5 separate regions of the Mus musculus genome follow, and all the other regions are linked to region 3. The links are chromatin contacts, called in public promoter capture Hi-C maps. All regions are on one chromosome and are shown on one strand. The core of a region is the stretch at or near the end of the contact, and the rest is flanking DNA. Distances in the headings are between cores, read along the strand shown.

What was found. Promoter capture Hi-C pulls out the DNA fragments that hold promoters and counts their contacts.
Region 1: a promoter capture Hi-C map of embryonic stem cells shows a contact between it and region 3, with 9 read pairs. The contact joins the promoter of Prr36 here to the promoter of Retn in region 3. A contact is called at or near these places in 7 of 39 promoter capture datasets (the C10 cell line, the HPC-7 cell line, cranial neural crest and 3 more), 2 of 115 datasets of contacts at active chromatin or transcription factors (both in embryonic stem cells) and 1 of 9 other capture datasets (embryonic stem cells).
Region 2: a contact with region 3 is called in a promoter capture Hi-C map of liver, with 4 times the contacts expected there. The contact joins the promoter of Zfp958 here to the promoter of Retn in region 3. A contact is called at or near these places in 6 of 39 promoter capture datasets (the HPC-7 cell line, hippocampal neurons, liver and 2 more), 1 of 115 datasets of contacts at active chromatin or transcription factors (embryonic stem cells) and 1 of 9 other capture datasets (liver).
Region 4: a promoter capture Hi-C map of the HPC-7 cell line shows a contact between it and region 3. The contact joins the promoter of Cers4 here to the promoter of Retn in region 3. A contact is called at or near these places in 2 of 39 promoter capture datasets (the HPC-7 cell line and pre-B cells).
Region 5: a promoter capture Hi-C map of embryonic stem cells shows a contact between it and region 3. The contact joins the promoter of Ctxn1 here to the promoter of Retn in region 3. A contact is called at or near these places in 13 of 39 promoter capture datasets (the C10 cell line, the HPC-7 cell line, cranial neural crest and 5 more), 4 of 115 datasets of contacts at active chromatin or transcription factors (bone marrow-derived macrophages, embryonic stem cells and large pre-B cells) and 2 of 9 other capture datasets (embryonic stem cells and macrophages).

What each region holds. Positions count from the first base shown.
Region 1 is chr8:4,216,050-4,218,851 of GRCm38.p6, forward strand. It overlaps Prr36 (proline rich 36), which reads right to left and starts at 1,263. Exons shown (of 7, transcript NM_207203.2): 1 at 1,040-1,263; 2 at 819-930; 3 at 133-506; 4 at 1-22. The coding sequence starts at 499.
Region 2 is chr8:4,611,774-4,614,576 of GRCm38.p6, forward strand. It overlaps Zfp958 (zinc finger protein 958), which reads left to right and starts at 1,397. Exons shown (of 4, transcript NM_145591.5): 1 at 1,397-1,505. The coding sequence starts at 1,503.
Region 3 is chr8:3,654,358-3,657,057 of GRCm38.p6, forward strand. Retn (resistin) reads left to right here and starts at 1,413. Exons shown (of 5, transcript NM_001204959.1): 1 at 1,413-1,486; 2 at 1,649-1,788; 3 at 2,551-2,628. The coding sequence starts at 1,659.
Region 4 is chr8:4,492,126-4,494,825 of GRCm38.p6, forward strand. Cers4 (ceramide synthase 4) reads left to right here and starts at 1,280. Exons shown (of 11, transcript NM_026058.4): 1 at 1,280-1,465.
Region 5 is chr8:4,258,021-4,260,720 of GRCm38.p6, forward strand. It overlaps Ctxn1 (cortexin 1), which reads right to left and starts at 1,254. Exons shown (of 2, transcript NM_183315.2): 1 at 1,031-1,254; 2 at 1-627. The coding sequence starts at 609. The coding sequence ends at 361. Timm44 (translocase of inner mitochondrial membrane 44) reads right to left here. Exons shown (of 13, transcript NM_011592.2): 12 at 2,492-2,602; 13 at 1,711-2,235. The coding sequence ends at 2,116.

The DNA.
Region 1 (2,802 bases), core at 13-2,512, 560 kb after region 3:
CCAGAAGCTGGGGGCCTGTTGGCTTCAGGGAGAAGACAAAAATCAGTGGTACTTCTGAAAAAGAGGAGTATCTAAGAAGGAAGAGAGAAGGTAAGCAGAGTGCAGATGGAGGTCACAAATAAAGCTGAGTACCTGGGCTACGAGGACCTGCCCCAGCACTGCGCGCTGGTGCCCCGTGAATAGTGGTCTGTGGAAGAGCTGCTTTGCTGGTCTGTGGAAGAGCTGCTTTGCTGGTCTGTGGAAGAGCGGCTTTGCTGGTCTGTGGAAGAGCGGCTTTGCTGGTCTGTGGAAGAGCGGCTTTGCAGACGCCTGGGGCTCGCTCCACCAGGGACCTTCGCCCCATAGCTCCGTTTGCTTCCAAGACTCGAAGGGCAGCAGTGGTCACAGGGGGAGGAGGTCGAGCGGACCCAGAAGGAGGCCTAGGGGTCAGAAGGCCAGGGGGTCGTGAAGACGGCATTCGCGGGGCAGTTCCTGATTTGACGCTATCCCTCTTGTCCATACCGCACCTAATGAGGAAGACAGGAGGCTTGGTATCCCAGGTCCTGAACCAATCACTACAAACCATCCTGAAGCCTCCCTGTGCTTCCTTCTAGCATCGCCACCCATGGGTGCCTAAACCTCAGCCTAAAGAGCCTCGATTTGTTTTTCTTCTAAGCACCCACACCCGCTCACCAACCTGGCCGCTTTCAAGTCCTACGGCTACCTCCATCCCCAAGGCTAAGACGCCCTGTTCAGTCCCCACCCTCCGACCCCCGACCCCGCCTCTGCCCTATTACAAGAACAACATCCACTCCCCTACCCCCTCGCCTCTTGAAAACCTAAATGACCAATCCGGCAAACAGGGAAATGCCTCCGGCTTCCAGATTCAGGGGCCTCAGTGTGCACGCCGATGGGGCTTCGCCAGCGTCCTTCCTCAGGTTCCACAGGCACCTGCACAGAGAAAAAGAGTGGCCTTGTTGCCCGCGAACGGGCTCTGGGAGACAAAGAGCTGACCCCTCCCCCAGTCTGGTCCCCTATGCCAACGATCCGCCCGATCCACCTGCTCACAGCACGCGTTCACCTCCGCCTCTGGGCACCAGCCGCTCCACACAGGGTCGCTTGGGGTGGGGCTGGGCCGGAGAGCAGTAGCGGGGAGCAGCGAAAAGGCAAGGGGAGGGGGCTTCAAGCGACAGAGCCTAGGGAGCTTGGCCACGGCCCCGCCCCCCAGCTTCGGGTGGGGAGAGTAGAGGATGCGCGCACTCGCTCTCGGTCCAGAGCCGAGAGCGTGCCGAGAGGGCTAAGAAAAGAGGCGCGCCTCCGAGGGAGGTGCGGGTGCTGCCTCCCTGTAATACCCCAGAAGAGGCCGATTTCAATGGTCGTGTCTAGCAACCACAGAACTCGAGAGGCTCAGTGGGGGAATCCTTGAAGACCCTCACAGTCCTCTACTCAAGCTCTTGCACCTGCTCCGACACCCCCCTTCTCTAGCACTTGGAGACAGACACTCTCCTAGACAAGGGATAGGCTGGGCCTTGGCAACCAGTAGGGCGGGATCATTGTGCCTCTGGCCCACCAACCAATCCAGCCATTTTGTGTGCCCTGGTCCTCTTTTCCTGCACTTGATGACTATGGAGGCTAGATAGTCCTGCGACACCTGTGCCAGGTCACCTATTTTGTAACTTTGACTTTTCTCACAGCCCTTACCTGATACGGTTGGTGGGAGAATGAGAACCCTGGGAGTTACTTTGTATTACATTTTATTTGGTGTGTGTGTGTGTGTGTGTGTGTGTGTGTGTGTGTGTGTGTGTCCTTGTGCACATGTCACTGCATACTGGTAAAAGTCAAAGAACAACTTGTAGGGCTCAGTTCACTCCTACAACCAGTGGGTCCTGGAGATAGAATCCAGGTGATCAGACTTGGCCGTAAGTGTCTTTACCCACTGAGCTATCTCACCAGGCCCCAAACTCTTGGACTTAGAGGATGCACAGCAGATCCCAGAGTTGAGAGGAGAGAGGAAGAATAGCGGGATGAAAGAAAGGGAGAGAAATAGGAAACACGATGGTGGCTCTGCCTTCTGTGGGGCAGAGCATCTCAACTTTGCTGGCCCACAGGCAGTCAAGTCCTCAGAAACTTCCTGGCAGAGCTGAATTTGTGGAGTATCAAAAAACACGATTACAGAGGGAAAGAGAACTCTCTAAAATGTGTATGAAGAAACTGAGAGCACTCTGAGTATCTCAACCCAGTTGAACAACTAAAAGCTGTCACTTTAGTTTAGTTTGCCAGCTCATGGATCCAGTGGGGCAGGTGTGCCTTATAAGGCATCTTACCCATAGAGGATGTTAAACCAAGACCCTGGTCTGTAAGGGATCTCTGAAGTATATGGGCTCATTGAGTTGGCATTTTGGGCTGTACAGCCAATACTCTAGAGATACAGGCAGAAGGCTCCTGAGTTCCGGGTCCGCCTGGGCTACTTAAGGTTTATTGACTCATCACAGTGCTAACTAGATAAAAGAAATGAGTCCAGGAACATCTTCAAAAGTTTCAGAAGGAGGGCTAGCAAGCAGCTGGAATGAGGTCTGCTGGACCTAGAATTAAGAGCATTTTCAGGGCTGGCCATGTAGCTCAGTTGGCAGAGTATTTCTGTGGCATACAAAAAGTCCTGGTCTCTATCCTCAGCAACACATAAACCTGGAATGGTGGTGTGCAGCTATCATTCCAGCACTTGGTGGGTGGAGACCAATTGAAAATCAATTTCAACATCATCTTTGGCTGAGAGATAATTGGAGACCAGCCTGGGCCTGTCTCAAAAACAAAACAAAACAAAAC
Region 2 (2,803 bases), core at 147-2,646, 960 kb after region 3:
GACATGGAGATAGACACCAGAGAGGAGGCTAAAGAGTTGTAGCCAACTCTCCTCCCAACTCTTCCCAACTCTTCCCAACTCCTCCCAACTCTTCCTATCTCCTCCCAACTCCTCTCAACTCTCCTCCAAACTCCTCCCAATTCCTCAGCTAGCTGTTAAAAGCCCCCTACTGTCACTGCTCGGGGTCTTACATCATCGGAAGTAGGCTTTGGTAAATTGTTTAAGGAAGCCTTTAAATAAAAAGAATTAAAATAGTTTAAATTTATGCTTTGAAGATTTACAAAAAATCAGGTACTAAATGTTAAACAATAACTGACCTTAAAAATGTATTAATTTCTTCTTGGAAATTTGCCACTAGCCTTAGATGATTTTTATTGTGCCAAATAACAATGATGTTACTGAAAGGAAATAAAACTGTAATTCATGTAATGTATGTTAAATAGCCCAAAGAGTTGTTTGTGAGCTTTGAAACCTGGGGCTGAGAACACAGCAGAACAGACCAGGACATGCCCGGGCAAGCCCATCGCCTCCCTAGCTCCCACCCCTCTGACCTAAGTTAAATGTTACAGGCTGCTGATGTTTAAATGGACCAATCATGTGAAACCGCGCCAATTCCTCCCCCAGCCCCACTCCTTTTCTATAAAAACCCCTAGCTTCCAAGCCTCGTGGTCGAATCCACTGTCTCCTGTTGTGTGAGATACGTTTCGACCCGGAGCTCCGCCATTAAAAAACCTCTTGTTGTTACATCAAGGTGTTGTGTTCTATTCGCGATTCTTGGGTGCACGCCGAATCGGGAGCTGAGTGGGGGTTTCCCCACTGAGTTCTTTCATTACCTGTTCTATCCGTGATTGCGTCAATGAACACACTTTTTGAGAAGTTGTAATTCTTGGATGATTCTGTATTTTATTGTGCCAAATGACTATGATGATATATGTTCTATCTGACTGCTTCACTGAACACATCTGCTCAGAGTTGTAATATTTGTTTCTTTATGCATAAAAACCCTTGCATGAGGACTGCAAAATATATTCAGATTCAAACTGCCTCTGTGTTTGTTTTGTCACCGCCAAATCCTTACCCACCTAGCCTTCGAGGATCCTCTTCCCAGGAACCCTCATACCCGACTGGGGTGGTCCGTGGCAGGGCCTCCCTAAGGGCTGGCTGTGGTAGCTATTGGAGGACAAGAAAAAGTGCTATTGAAATGCGAATCTCTGCATATCTGGGAAAGGTCGGTCCTCGGCGTGGAAGCCTGGCCCAGGAACCACTATGCTCTGTCTCTTTAACACACTCTAACCCAAAGGGATGTGTTCCTGTCACTCAAGACTCATTGGCCAATCAGGTTCTCCAGGAAGGCCTCTCAGTCAGAAGAGGCGGGTTCTTCCGGGTGCCATACTGCAAGTCCAGCTCCGCCGCTGAGAAGCTCGAACGGTTCCGTGTGACGTGCTCTGTGTACTGCTGTTTGGTGCGGCTAGGAGAGCTCAGGCAAGCTCTGCAGTCACGGCATGGTGAGAGCAGGGTCACTTCCCCACGGCAAGGGGAAGAGCAGCCGGAGTGAGAGTGGTGGGTCCTCCCCAGAGGCTGGGTGGGAAGGCACAAGGACTTTGGAAATGCGGATCTTTGTATATCTGGAAATGGTCTGGCCCTGGACACTTCAGCACGCTCCAACCCTAACGGAGGTACTCAAGATGTTCAAGACTTGTTGGTCAATCAGGGCCTGCAGGCACACCTGCCAGTCAGAAGAGGAGGAGGGTCTCCCCCCCCCCCCCAGCTCCCCCGGGGTGCCCTGCTGCAGGTTCCGTTCTGTAGCTGAGCAGGTTTGACTGATCTGGTGTGCTGTGCTCTGTGTGCTGCTGCTGGATGCTGTGAGGGGAAATCAGACAAGATCCAAAATCTTGATATTGTGAGCGCAAGGTCATAGTCTGCAAAGGGGAGAAGCAGGCGACTGAGCAGCTGGGAGCTGGAGTGGTAGGTCCTTCCTGGGGCTGAGTGGGAAGCGGCAGCCTGTTGCACCCCCTCTGGTCTCTAGTCACTCCCTGGACCTCGTGGTGGCCTCAGAATTACTTCACTTTGGAGGCTGGATCAGTGCATTTGAAGCAGGGTCTTCTGTGTAGAAACATCCTTGGCAGGAAGACAAACTTGGATAGCCCTAGTTTCTCTAGTGTCTTCTACAAGTTCTTAGCATTTAACATTTAGGTGTAAGATCCATTTGGAGTTAATCTTGTGGAGGTTGTACAAGGTATCTCAAGTGCTGTGTAGCAGCACTCCAATATCTAGCTGTAATGTAGAAGATGATGTGAAGTAGTTACCAGTGCTTAGAAAGAGTAAGTGATATCAAATAATTTTTTTTTCTTTGCTTTTTCGAGACAGGGTTTCTCTGTGTAGCTCTGGCTGTCCTGGAACTCACTTTGTAGACCAGGCTGGCCTCGAACTCAGAAATCTGCCTGCCTCTACCTCCTAAGTGCTGGTATTAAAGGCGTGAGCCACCACCGCCCGGCTATCAAGCTAAGACTTCCTACAGAGAAGTAGTATGCTAACCAGACCTGTTAGAGATTAAGATGCTAGGATACACATGTTTGTTGACTAGGATTGTCCTGAAATATGGTTCCAAACCATAACAAAGGACACTCCCCTGATTTACAACCAGCCACTAGGTCTAAAAACAGGCCTCTATCAAGCTGCTCTCAGGGGGCATTACAGGGTCATAACCAACTGGTTAAGAGCACTGACTGCTCTTCCAGAGGTCCTGAGTTCAAATCCCAGCAACCACATGGTGACTCACAACCATCTGTAATGGGATCTGATG
Region 3 (2,700 bases), core at 163-2,662:
GGAATGGAGACCCCCAAAGCAGCTGTGTACTATGTTGGCGATGGCCACTAAAGTCGCATGAACACAGAAGCCAGGTGGGAGGAAGAGCACATCACCTGAATCCACTTATGCTGAAGAGGAAAGAGACAAATCTTGCACGGGGTGGGGGTGGGGAGGCTTAGTTCAGTTAGAGTGCCTGGCAGGCACAAAGTCCTGTGCTCAAGTCCTCGAAGTACAGAAACCATGCACAGTGGTGCGTCCCTGCCACCCCAGCATCGAGAATGCAGGATGGTCAGGAGTTCAAGGTCGTTCTTGGCTACACAGTTCAAACTTGCATAGCTTACAAAAGAGCTTGGATTCAATGAATAAATAGATAGATAACTAAATAAAGATTAAAGTCTTTTCATTTGTCCAATTTATAAACTTCCTCTGCTAATCTCAATTTTGTCCTATCTAGTTAAAAGACATCGAGGCCAGTGTAACAGCTTCAGAGCCGGACAGCCTGACGTTAACACCCAGGATTTGCATAGCCACCTCCAGTTGTCCTCACCTCCGTATGCACATCACACTGTGGCGTGCACGCACTTACACCCACACGTGTCACGCACATGCAATAATGACTAAATAATGTTTTTAAAGACAGAGAAGATAAGGCAGATTCTATTGAGTCATTCACACACATAAATATTCTGTATGTGGGCCGGAGCTATGACTACCCAAGATTTATTATTTTAATTACTTGTTGAGAAAGAGGGATTTCCAAAGGGACAGGCCCCTTGCTCCTTGCACCAGAAAGCAGAAAGCAGAAAGCAGAAAGCAGAAAGCAGAAAGCAGAGCTCTTGCCTAGACTCCTCCAGTGAGATGTTTTGGGTAATGGCTGGGAACCTCCTTTCTCAGTGGGTCCTTTCTCAGTGGTAGAGCTCTTGCTTAGCCCCACCCCCACCCCGCCCCCAGAGAGGGGCTGGGTCTCTAGCTCTGTGGTAGACCATCTGTATAGAGCATACCACTGAGAGGCTGGAGACATGGTTCAGAGGTAGGGTACCTGGCTGGAATTCCATAGTGAGGGTCTGGTGGTGTGGTTCAGCAAGGGAGCAGTTGACTAGATTTTAGCTGGTAGAGCTTGCCTACACTGTATATCCCCGCCAAACATAGAAACATACATGACAGCTGTGGTCACACAGGGACCGTGTCTCAGTTTGCATCTCCAGCCCTACAGGTGAAGTCTTGGCTCCTAGCCTTGCCCCTCCCACCATGGTCCCTGGTGTTATCTCCAGACAACGTCCTGAGAAGACAATCCTTCTAATGTAGGAAGGGCTGAGCAGGAGGGAAATCCCTCCTCTGGGACCTCTAGAGTTCACCTCTCTTGGGGTCAGATGTGGCAATGGAAGGCCAGGGGCCAGGGTACTTATTATCCAAGGCAGGATGGGCCAGAAGTCAACAAGAAGGAGCTGTGGGACAGGAGCTAATACCCAGAACTGAGTTGTGTCCTGCTAAGTCCTCTGCCACGGTAAGTGATAGCCATCCCCCAGTCAGAGTGCTGATGTGGCGGCCCCAGAGCTGCTGAATGTCCATCCATGTGTGCCCTCAGGAACTAAAGGACATTGCAGTCTGACTCCCCCAGCATGGGAAGGGTCTGGTCTAAGGCGGGGCTCTTGCTTGTCTCTTGCAGTACCCACGGGATGAAGAACCTTTCATTTCCCCTCCTTTTCCTTTTCTTCCTTGTCCCTGAACTGCTGGGCTCCAGCATGCCACTGTGTCCCATCGATGAAGCCATCGACAAGAAGATCAAACAAGACTTCAACTCCCTGTGTGAGGATCCCCCCTTCGCCCCCATCCAACCTTGCCGAGGGCCTTACAGACTTATCCCTGATGGGGAACAGACCCGCCCAGCTACAAGGCTACCCTCAGCCTCAGCCTCACCCTGTTCCAACCCAAATTCATCCTGACCTACCTTGATCATGGTTCACCCCACAACTTAGCTTCTTCCAACCATCACCTCCAAACCTCCCCTCACTCCAAAAGGCCCCACACTGTGGTCCATGGAGCTGAGCCCCCAGTGCCTGACCCTCTTGCCTCAGCCTCCTGAGTGTTTGGAGTACAGGTGTGAGCAAAATATTTTACCGTGAACGTGTGCTGTCCATGTCTGTGTATGTGTGTTTATATATGTGGTGCACATATGTGAAGGAGCTTGTGTGTGCATAGGCATATGGAGAATTGAAGTTGGTGTAGTGTTATCATTCCACCTCTGCTTTGTTGAGACAGAATCTCTCAGCTGAACCCAGGGCTTGTGGGTTTGTGGTAGTCTAGTTAGCCATCTTGTTCTGGGGACTCCATGTCTGTCTGCCTCCTGGAGGCTGGGATTATGGGTGCCCCTACACCATGCATGCCTAGCTTCTAAATGGGTTCTGGGGATCTTGGCTCTGATCCTCCCACTTGTGAGTCAAACTCTTTAGCTATAAGTCACCTTCTCACTCTGCTGAGAAGAATTTGACCTCACTGTCAGTGTCAAACCCAAAGATCGCCCCCTGCAAAGATGCAGCTGGATTACCCCTTCAATCTTCCCTTCTGCAGTTCCAAATGCAATAAAGAACATTGGCTTAAATTGCTGGACAGTCTCCTCCAGAGGGAAGTTGGCCTCCTGCCCAGAAGGTGAGTGCAAACTCTGTTGTTCAGACTTTCTGGAAGTTCTGAAACTCCTCTGTCTGCCTTGTCTGGGTCCTC
Region 4 (2,700 bases), core at 30-2,529, 840 kb after region 3:
ACCCCACTCTTCTTCAGCCATCCAACTTTGGTTGTAACTTCCACTGAACATTTCTCCATGACCCTTGTACACTCAAATCCTCCACTTCTCTGTGGACCTCTGGCTTGTATTTCCATGTCACTATCAAGATAAGTGGCTCCCATGGTCTAAGTGCTTGGGAATACCCTGTGTGACTTTCCTCTTTCACATTGGCATCTGGTCTATATATCACCCTTGGCTTATCAAACTCAGGGACACCTGTATACTAGACAAGCAGTCTACCTTCTGAGCTAGGCTTGATGTCCTTATATTATATTCTCTTTTACAAAGATGACAAGTTATTAGAAGTCTCTTCTAACTGCTTGCCCTAGAATTGTCTTTCCTCTGGTTGTACTAGGCAAGGAGAGGCCAACATCCTCCTGCATTATCCTAGGTCAAACAGTGGAAACAGCTATCACCCACTCTGACTTGTATCTCAGCTTAATCTCTCAGATCTTGCCTGATCTTTGCACCTCACAAAACCATAGCCGACATATTAATGTAATCTCCCTTCTCCTTTTCAATCCTGTGGACAGCTTCTTGGTGGGCCCAGGCCCAGCAATCCTCTAGGTTGGTCTGACCGACTCCAAGTACTGATGCCCTGGGGTGCTGAGGCCTGCAGAACGATCCAAGCTTCCTTTGCAGAGCCTAGCAGTGCATCTGAGAAACAGAGTGCAGGCAGAAAGACAAGCCAGAGCATCACAAAGAAGAGACCTAGAACTGGAAAACAAGATCCAGAGAGAGTGCCTAGTAGACGCTGCTGGGTTAAAACGTCAGAGATATGCTCTGCAGAAACCTACAGCATGGCTGGAGAAAGGCCAGGTGCCCACAACAGCCTCCGGTCGGGGCGGGGCCTGATAAGGCTGGACTGGGCTGGGGACCAGGCCTTGCCAGTTAGAGGAAGAGGCTGAAAGCAGGGATTGGGGTGAGGAGTAGCAGACCAGAGGTTGAGTGGAGTTGGGGGCGGGTCCTGGTGGCGGCGGCGGGTAGGGGGCTGTGGGCGGGGCCTGGAAACTGAAGGAGCTGGTAATAGTCTAGGGCGAGGCTGGAGGGAGGGTCCCAAGGTGCAGGATTAGGGGCTCAGGGCGGGGTCTGGAGGAGACAAACGACTATAAGGTGGGGGTCTAGGGAGGGGCCTGGTGGCGTGGGGGCGAGGCCAGGCCGCCGGTTGGGCAGTTTAGGACTCAGGGTTTTGGACCAAGCGGTTCTTTGGCCCACTGGGCCCGACCGCACTGAAGCCACGCCCTTTTCCCCTGCTCAGACCACGCCCAAGGCCCCATCAAACTCCTCCCGGAGGCCCCCTCCGGTCCTATTTCCTCCCTCGCGGGTGGAGGCTCTGTAGCGAGGAGTTTCTCGGCCCAGAGCGGTCTGCGGCTTGTCTAAGGCATCTTCGGATTAGCTGATCTCCGCACCGCCTCGGCCTGCATCTTGCTTTCTGAACCTCCAGGTAAGCAATCACCCCTCTCTGGGGGCGCCGCCCTAGTAGATACCCTCGAAACATTCCTCTCCTCCAGGGCTAAGAGCAGTCCGGCTCGGAGCCAAAACAGTCATTTAGTTTCCCATCATTTCTCCGACAAGGTATTTCTCAGAGTTTCCCATCTGGTCGGGGATCAGGTTGCATTCTGATCTGAGAGCTGTGGTGCCCCCATGGAGCAGGTGCAGGTGGTGGACATGAATAGAAAACGCGCGGGAGAGAATGGGGGTTGTCGTGACGTGGGGAATCCGGACATGTGAACAGGCACTGCGCCACAGGAATGTCTGTCACTAGAGAATTTGTACGGAGCGCCTGCTGGGTGCTACCGACCCGACAGGCGAAGGCCGAAGGCCGCAGACACAGAGATTCGGGAACCACGTAGACCCAGCCTCTGGGAAACAAGGGAGTGTGTAGAGCACTATCCAAATCCTGGAGGAAGGAGGTTGAAGTGTTGTGAGGAAGCCTATGGTGTCTGAGGGAAAGGGGCAGCCTGTCATGAGGGCACCTGCTATGGAGAGCTTTCTGGGCCCAGGCCACAAAATCCTAGGGAAATGGCCAGGCTGGTGTATTTGCAGACCAGAAAAGAGGCTGGAGTGTATACAGGGAAGAAAGGAGGTAGGGAGTGGTTGACCAGGGCTTGGAAGACAATGAGGAGCCCACAGCTCCATCCTCCGGGCTGTGTGTACAAGGGATGTTTAAGGCAGCAAGCAACAGCCATCTGATTGTGTCTTGAGAGGAAGACCCTGCCCTATGCTGGGAAAGTTGAAAAGACACCAGGGCAACCTGGACGTCTGGCTGGACCCCTGATGGAAGGTGCGTGAAGTGATAAGAGGTAAGTTAGAAATTCTGTGTTTCCCCCCAAGAATTGTGTTTCATGCTTGTTTGGAAGTGAGATGTGAGGAAGGTCTGTGTGAAGCTTTCCGAGGTGGTCTTCTGAGAATTTGGAAGGGGCCTTATTTTATTTGGGGGAAGGGCTAGGTTGAATCTAGGGCCTCATGCTAGACAAGCACTTTGCCGCTGCAGCACTTTGGTTGCTTCCTTCCTTCCTTCGTGTGTGTGTGTGTGTGTGTGTGTGTGTGTGTGTGTGTACGTGTGTGTGTGTGTACACTAACTTGTGGTGTCAATGTGTGTATGCATGTGTGTGTGCATCTATGTGTGTGTGGAGGCCAGAGATTGACTTCTTATGCCTTCCTCTCTCACTCTCCATA
Region 5 (2,700 bases), core at 4-2,503, 600 kb after region 3:
CCATAACAAAGAAATAAGAGATAAGAGGTGTCCGCATTTCCAGGAAAGAATGTAGCATGCCTGGTAGTTGGGGAAAGCTGAGGTTGGTGCGGGGTCCTTCACTCACCAGGGACTCAGTGTTGAGGGATCAGCAATGAGGATAAGTATGTAGAGAGAAGGGGACAGGGTAGATAAAGGCACCAGGTGGGGTTCTGGCCTGGCCAGGAAGGAAGATGGGTAGCTAAGGTAGGTAAGGACTGGACTTCTCCGAACGCCCTCAACTTCGAGCTAGGGCATCTAGGCATAACCCTGAGCACAGTCCAGGCTGGTGGCACCCCTCCACGGGGATGACCCTAAGGACCTGCCCCGACTGGTTCCCCATCACACCAACGCATAGTCGAACTGCCCGCGTTCGAGCGCCTCCTTGTGGTCGGTCCAGGACGAGGCGGGCATGCGGCTGTAGGGGTCTAGCAGTATGCGCACACAGCGCACCATCAACAGAACCAACACCACGAGCAGGCAGAGCACGAAGGCGAACACCGTGCGTTGCTCGACGTCCAGGCCCGCGCCCACCGGGGGCCCCGTCGACGGCGGCAGCGGCTCCGGTGATAGTGTCCACGCCGAACTCATAGCTCACATCGCCGCGCTCTGAGGAGAGAGGGGTACCCACCCCGGGGTCCGCGGGGATGAGGCTATGCCCTTCCTGCACCTCCATCCACCCCTTCTGGAGTAGCCCCTTTGCTGTATCCCACAGCATCATCTCTGTCCGTGTTGTCGTCTCCGGGCTACGCCCATGCCCCGCCTGTGCGCTCCGCCGCCACAGCCACGCGGGGACTCAACTCCAGCGGTGCGCGCAGGTGGGGTCGCTGAGAGCCGGGACAGGTCAGCTTAGATCTGCCCAGCCCGCGCACAACAGGTGCGATCGCGCTGGGACAGAGACCAGAGCTGCACTGTTTGAACTGGTCCCCGCCCCGCTCCCTTTGTTCTCCAAGGCCCAAGACCCCCCTCCCCCACCGTAGCCGACTCCCGGGCTACAACGCGCCCCCCTCACCCTTGGTCCTAGACGGGGACCGGCCGCCCTGCAGCCCCTCTCTCTCTCTCTTTCTCGGAACTCGTGCGCTGCTTTGCTCTGGTCTTCCCGGGTGGCAGTGGTAGCGGCGGAGGCTGTGGCAGCCCCGGCTCAGCCCACCCCACCCGCCCCTGGAGCGGTGGAGACCGAGGGAGGAAGGAGAGCCGCGCGCCAGCCCAGCCGCCGCGGCTGTTCCCATGGCGACGAGGGCGGGGCTGCGAGGGGGTGGTGGCTGTGTTAGGAGCGGTGCCTGGGCTTGTGACCCCGCCCCGGCCTGCCTATCGGAAGGCTGAACCTTCCCACCGCTGTGCCAGCCCAGACAGCCTCAGCTTCCAGCTCCTAGAGCACCCAGGACCTCGCCAGGACATGGGCATTTACGCCTCTCCCACGGAAGCCTCTCCTAACCTCGGTGTCTGTATCCGTATTCTTCCCGGGCAACCCCTTACCCCAGTCTCTGTTAGTTAAGCCCCGAAGCCTTAGGGAACCCCGAATTCAACTGAGACCCCAGACAGCTGGGATGCTTATTCTTCCCACAAAAGGGCAGGGTGTTGGCCCGAGAAAGCAGCACTCTCTCTGGCTACAATCCTTCACTGACCTAGGTCTCTGACAGGCCCTCAGTCCCAGCCTTCCCAGCAGAGAGGTACACTTCAAACCGTTCAAACTGCTCTTCTGCGCTTTGGTGTTTTATTAGGTCCAGATCTTAGGCTTATGTACAGGAAGTAAGAGCACTGATTTAAAAACAAAAACAAAACAAAACAAAAGGACCTAAAGTGGCTTGGAAGGCAATGCCAGTGGACTACTTAGAACAGCAGGCCAGGCCTCACCCGACAGGAGTCCTGGGCTGGGGCCTTCTGACACTGCCAGCAACCCCTGTGACGGACGCACTGGGAGACAGTCCCCATCCTGCTAGACACCCCAAGCTCTTCCCTTGTCCAGCTGGTTTCACAGCTGCCCTGAAGAACTTGGGGCAGAAGCTTGTTCACAGCTGTATCAGATGTGGCAAAGTGTCTCTGTGTGTCTGTCCCATGATGGTCTAGCCTCGAGCTGCCTAGACTCCATTGCTGCCCTCAGAGGATCTGCTCTGTGCTGGAGGCTGAGATGTCCAGAAGGCGCCAGGCAGCATAAGGGTTGAGCTCCTCCTGGTCTCTGCAGAGTGCCCACACGTACAGCATTCGCTGCACCTTGTCCTGTGAAGACCGGGCAGGGTGAGGGGTCAGGCTTGGTGGGTGTACAGAAAGAAGGGCTACTGAGGGGGACAGGGAAGGGGTTCCCGGGCTGCTGGCTCTGGTCAGTGGTCAGATGAAACGGTGCTCTGACTTCAAAAAGCTCTCAATTCGTACTTGTGGTGCTTCTGCCTGGCTCTGTGCTGGGGAGGCGTGCAATGCACAGGGCCCTGTATGTGAGAAGCACTCCCAAACCTCCATTCCCTTGATTACCACTCACCGGGTCACCATCATACACCTCGCCTTTGGAGTTCTTGATCACCATCACCACCTGGGCCTGAAAGGTAACGATCAGCACTGGGCCCTGCTCCATCATCTTGCCCATGGCCAGCTGCAGGAAACACACAAGTACAGGCCTCAGAACTGTACACCTCCACCCAATGCTCACAACCCTGGAGATGAAACGCCCCAAAGTTGCACTCTGTACTT